2 separate regions of the Gasterosteus aculeatus genome follow, and region 1 is linked to region 2. A link is a contact called in public Hi-C data. All regions are on one chromosome and are shown on one strand. The core of a region is the stretch at or near the end of the contact, and the rest is flanking DNA. Distances in the headings are between cores, read along the strand shown.

Region 1 (2,700 bases), core at 126-2,625, 35 kb after region 2:
TGTGGCAGCCCCGCGCCTGTTGAATTCCTCCTGCAGCAGCCTCGGCTGCATTATATCTGCCTCCTCTCAGGAGCTTTCACGGCTGGGAGAAAATCACTGTGTTTGCTGATGATAATGCAATTAATTAAAGAGCCAATCATTTTAGCCCCGCATGTCTAAATTTGAATGGAACTCGTGACACATTGCTGCGAGTTGTACATGCCGACGCTGGCCTGTGTCTCTGCACATCATCAATTAACTTATTTTGTCGTTTTGCTCTATATGACCACTGTATTGCAAACCAGGTCTCCTTACGTATTTTGATATCCAAGGTGCTGAATAACAAGACAGCGGGCGACACAAACAAACAAACCCTCCCCTTCGTGTCTCTCTGCAAAGCTACTTCGGACTTTCTTTCTGACAATCTATTTCTCTATTCCTCCGTGTTGGTGAGGCTTAATGCATGTGTGTGTGTGTGTGTGTGTGTGTGCGCGCGTAGGCTACTGTGGCAGCTCTGTAGTTGACATTCCGTGCCAGATAAAAGGCCTCTGCTGCCATCCGTTTTTCCGGGGAGTTACGGGGATGATCACGCGATGCACCAGCTTGCCGTGGAGGGAGAAATAGATGTGGAAGACAGAGATAGACGAGGAGGCAAACATTGAAAGAGGAAGGCGGGGACCCGGATCCCCTACTGCAATCCACGTGCTCCTGTACAAGATGGTTAGCATGAAACAGGTGTGCACGTGTCAGGCAGTGTGTGTGTGTGTGTGTGTGTGGACAAAGGGGACACGGGCGTGAGATCCAGTCTAGCTGCAACGCTTCTCTGATGTCAGAGGAGACGGAGAAGGAGGGAGGCAGAAAAGAGGGGGGGAGTGAGAGATAATCAGACTGTAGGGGGAGAGAGAGAGAGAGAGAGAACCGTGGGGAGTCGTAATACCATCAGCAGGAAATGCTGCCGGGGGTTTTCTATTTTTCTTTCCTCACAGCCAGCGGAAAGGGGAAAAACCCCATCATGTCAGGTACACTCGTACAGCCTAAAATATGAACTTGGATGTGTGCGCGATTTTTCTTTCGCTCGGTCCACAGGGATCCGATGTGCTCTCCAGTGAAGCAAAGTGTAGGCTGTTTGTAAACCACGCACATTCAAATCTCCAGACGGACGGTGCCGCAGTGTAAAACTGTGTAATGTGTCTGACTGGCTGATTATCTACGAGCTAAAAATACCCACCGTCGCTCACTGTATTTACTTTGAGAAATTACCATTTGCTCCAAGAACAGCATGCAATGTGGACGCAGGGGATGTGCAGCAGCCGCGGGCAGGTAAGTGGGGGCGGTGGATTCGCTGTCGTGTGCGCGTGCATGCGGCAGCAGCCACTTCCTGATGTTTGGGTTGCGAATCTGTGGTTCGTCAATCGGGGATCATAGTGCCTGTTGCCCTGGCAACTCCACCGTCGTCGGCTCATTTGTACCGAGTCTGTGAGAGGCGTTTCTGAAAGGCACTTTCCATCAGCTGTGAATATTGGCAGCGGGAATAAAAATAGGCCTGGAGAGGGAATGAGTAGGTCACAGTTGCTCTAAATAAAATGAAAACCTTCTCCACGCAAATACGGGCCTGACGACACAGGAGGAAAACCCAAATATGGGTTTCGCCCGAAGTGACGCAGCTCAGTCGGCCTCCGTCATTTGTGAAGTGGTTACCGTCACTACGCCTGTCGAGCTTTGCCTCCTCCACCGACATGCAGGTTACTGGCGTGTTCACCACTTCCTCAGTAACTTTGGAAGTAGATCTCTGATGTCAGACAAAGGGAAGCAGAAGCAGCTTCTCATTTACGGCTCGCTACAGAGTTTTGCAGTGCCGCCGCCACCCCCGAAAGATAAACTTTGCAATTAGCCGCACAACTTGTCGGTGTAGCAAAAGGTGAAATACCTCCAAACCAATCTGCCCAATATGAGGCTACGTTGTTACCACTCGTACTACAAGATTCAAACCTTTATTTTGTCCTAAAAGTGGTTTGATTACATCTCGCTCTGTATGCTATGCTGTTCAAATGGTTTGTTAAGTCTTTTTTCCTATTGATATTACAAACAGGGCTTTTAAGGTGAATAGTCCAGCTAGTGCCCGGTGAACGTGACATTATATGAATTGTAGCTTTCATTTGCTCAGATCAGCTTAAACGCTGATATCCAGGAGCAGCTTCTTCACAATATTAATACTACTCAATGATTAAGAAACACTCACTTACTCACTGTAAGCTAGTTAGCTGGGCTGCTAACACTATTGCTAATGTTAGCCGTCAAACGTATAGCAGACTCACATTTTAATCACTTTCAGTCTTGTATTGTCGGTTGCTGAGAGGACCGTTCAGGTAATTTGAGACCATTTCCAGGTGTGATATGACTAAAACAATAGCACAAATCTTTCTTTGGGTAATTTATCATTATAAAAGCAATATATTTTTGCATTTCAGTTGGTCTTATTTTTGTTTCAAAGGAAAATTAGACAGATTTACGGCTCTATGTTCTTTTCCTCTGGCGGTGTTGGTAATTTGCTTACTCGTCTTGGCTCAGCAATAATGAATGAATTCAGGGAATAAGAAACGACTGAAATATGCTGTTGATCATTCTGGTAGAGGAAGTTAATGGGAAATCTCAAGTTTCAAGGCTCAATGTGTCTATCGATGTCCTTTCTAATAAATTCATGCGTCAATAGGAGATGATGAT
Region 2 (2,700 bases), core at 131-2,630:
TCTCTCTCTCTCTGTCTGTGACAGTGGAGACGCTGCAGGGGCTGGTGAACGGCAGCCTGGGCGGGGCGATGGTCGACATCCAGGAGGGAGGGGGAGCGGGGCCCGTGTGTTTGCCCCGTCGAGCCGAGACGTTCGGAGGCTTCGACAGCCATCAGATGCACAGCAGCAAAAGTAAGCCTCCGTGCAGACGAGCGGTGTGAAGACACTGAACCGCATCGACTCAGTGACCCAGAGCGGCAAAGGTTCACTGCTGAGTTGATGTGCAAGCAGGGGTCCGCATCCAGCACTTTTCCCACAATGCCGCTGTTCAGTGCAGTGTTAGGTCGGTACTTGGTCAGCAGAGTCGGCGCCTGAGGCGATGCCTCACCACTGGAGGCTTGAGTGCTCGGGATGGGACTCCAGTGGCACTGAGGCAGATATTGAGCCATCAAAGGCCTGGACTTTTATGTCAGTAGCAGCCTGCAGAACCACAAAACAATTTCTAGCCGTGTGAAGCTTTAAAAATATATAATAATACATACATTTTCCATATAGTTGTGCCTGTGTTTCTGAGTGTAAGTGGATCTAGCCGCCGGGTTCATCTCCATCTCCTGTGGTTTCCCTTTCTGTCAGGTGGAGACGTCGAGGAGAGCGAGGATACAGCGGGTGATCTGCGCAGGACGGAGTCCGACAGCGTTTTGAAGAAGGTCGGCATCTCAGCTGCCAATTACCCTTGAAGCCGCTACGCCCCCGCCCCTCAATGAGAATCTCCAGGCCGTGTGTGGGGGTGCATTTATGCGCCCACATTAACAACGCCATCGAGATGAATTTAGCCACTTCTCTCCCACCAGTGAATTAGCCTCTTGACTCCTCCTGCAAAGGGCCTGTTGCTAATGGCGACCATCAGTTGTATGCAAATTCAATAGTGGAGGAAAATGAATGGGCGGCCTTTAGGGGCTGCTGCCAGCCTCTGTAGTTGTTTATCCTGCAGAGATCCAGCAGCTGGACTGCACATGATTGTGTCTTAAATGTTTTAGTGGAGCCGGGCTACTCTGCTGCCATTCACTCTGCTAGCGTGATTTTTATTTCCGTTTTGTCCCGGGCGTAGAGCCAAAGTTCACAGGGGGTTCAGCAGTAAAAGAGCTGTTTGCAGAGTTCTCGATAATCTGTAAATGGAAAATGAATTCTTTGAGCTGTTAATGCCCTATTGAAAACCTAGTAAGTGAAAGACTGCTGTGTTCCTGTATCATTAATGTACACAGATACAATTAGATTTTTACAGTACACCCACATGTGCAGCTGTAATCCCATTCAGTCCTACACACTGTACAGTATGCACGGTACACACTCCATGATGTGTGTGTGTGTATATGTGAGTGCATCGCTGTGGCAGTGCTTAAGGGTGTGTTTTTGCTTGTGTGCAGGGAGGAAACGGCAACATGCTGCAGCTGCTAAAGAGGAACAGTGAGGTAACGTCAACTTCCTGTTTCTAACTCAATTAGAGCTGCTGCTGTCATGGGAGCCGTCTAAACTTCATCATCATGAATCTATCACCTGAAACAGCAGTAATGGCAGCAGCGCGAGTAGTAGTGTCGTGTTGTAGATTTTTGTTGTATTAGTGGTCTTACTGTGAAGCATCAACTCATGTGGCAGGCAAAGTAAACAGCTTGTTTCGAAGAGCACGCTTTAAATTATAGCTTTATAATGAAATGATGGTTAGAATTACAGAGAAAGGAAAATGATCTAAAAAGTGACATGAGTACCGCAGCCATGCTAGCGGCTCTGAAGCTGTTATTGTGAGCAGCCTTGTGCCATGTTTTGCATGCCTTCAATGAGGAACACGTTTGAATGATCAGCACGCACAAAGTTGACCTTTTTTATTGTTGGATTTGTTTTTTTTTGTTTATTAGAATTAAATCCTTTTAATTAGTCATAACCTAAATAATTAGAAAAATGTTGCCAATGATGGCGGTTCATGGACAGTCAGTTGATTAGCTGTTATTGTAAATCAGCTTCTATTCCAGCTATTCAGTAGATTCAATTCATTAGTTAAGAGAAAAATGTTCTCTGGTGGTGAGTTCAAGGACACGCTGCTGCAACCAGTCATCGAAATATCTTTACAGCTTGCAGATGGATTGCATGCCCGTATAATATTTGGTTAGAATTAGTAAATCGGAAATTGTTGATTTCTATTCTGTTTTCAGAGTAGAAAAGACAATAATGTTATGTATGTTCCCTACATTTAAAACTATTTCTGTTAATAAAAAGAGTTGTGAGAAGCTGCTATATTTTTAATAATTAACCGGCTATTGACCGGTTCCGCTAACTATTCCTACAGAAAATGTTTTATTTTAAGGATGCTGCTCATGCTCCTGTACATTTGATCACTTCTCATCCTCCTCCCTCTACTTCTTACACAGACAGCAATGGATGCCATGCTGCATTTATATTTGATGCACAAGACTTTTTGCAGATGTCACTCTTTATAAATATGCCTGTGCAGTCCGAGTTCACACGCGGCTGAATGCTCGACTCCATCGTCTCTTTGTTGTGCGTTTTTGAATGGAGTAAAAGTCCACACATCAGTTGGGGTTTAATGCTGGCTTTGCCTAAGAGTCCACTGAATTCACCTTGCATTAATCCTCCACTGGAGCTTTTACTTAGAAATGAATCTTTTCAATTCAAGTGCACCGATAAGCACAGACGGATGTTTTTAGTTGT

The links. Hi-C and Micro-C count contacts between places; a contact is called where the count stands out from the background.
Region 1: a Hi-C map of tail fin shows a contact between it and region 2, with 2.0 times the contacts expected there. The contact joins two enhancer-like sites. A contact is called at or near these places in 4 of 6 Hi-C or Micro-C datasets (liver, skeletal muscle, tail fin and 1 more).

What each region holds. Positions count from the first base shown.
Region 1 is chr12:6,136,111-6,138,810 of fGasAcu3.hap1.1, forward strand. No RefSeq gene overlaps it. Among protein-coding and RNA genes, the nearest start is that of LOC144385311, 16 kb to the left of the region's middle. Within about 2 kb of position 1,376, at least 3 of the 9 cell types and tissues checked have open chromatin away from gene starts, as enhancers often do.
Region 2 is chr12:6,101,336-6,104,035 of fGasAcu3.hap1.1, forward strand. akap13a (A-kinase anchoring protein 13a) reads left to right here. Exons shown (of 38, transcript XM_078085222.1): 31 at 25-171; 32 at 613-686; 33 at 1,404-1,448. Among protein-coding and RNA genes, the nearest start is that of LOC120814965, 9.1 kb to the right of the region's middle. Within about 2 kb of position 1,381, at least 5 of the 9 cell types and tissues checked have open chromatin away from gene starts, as enhancers often do.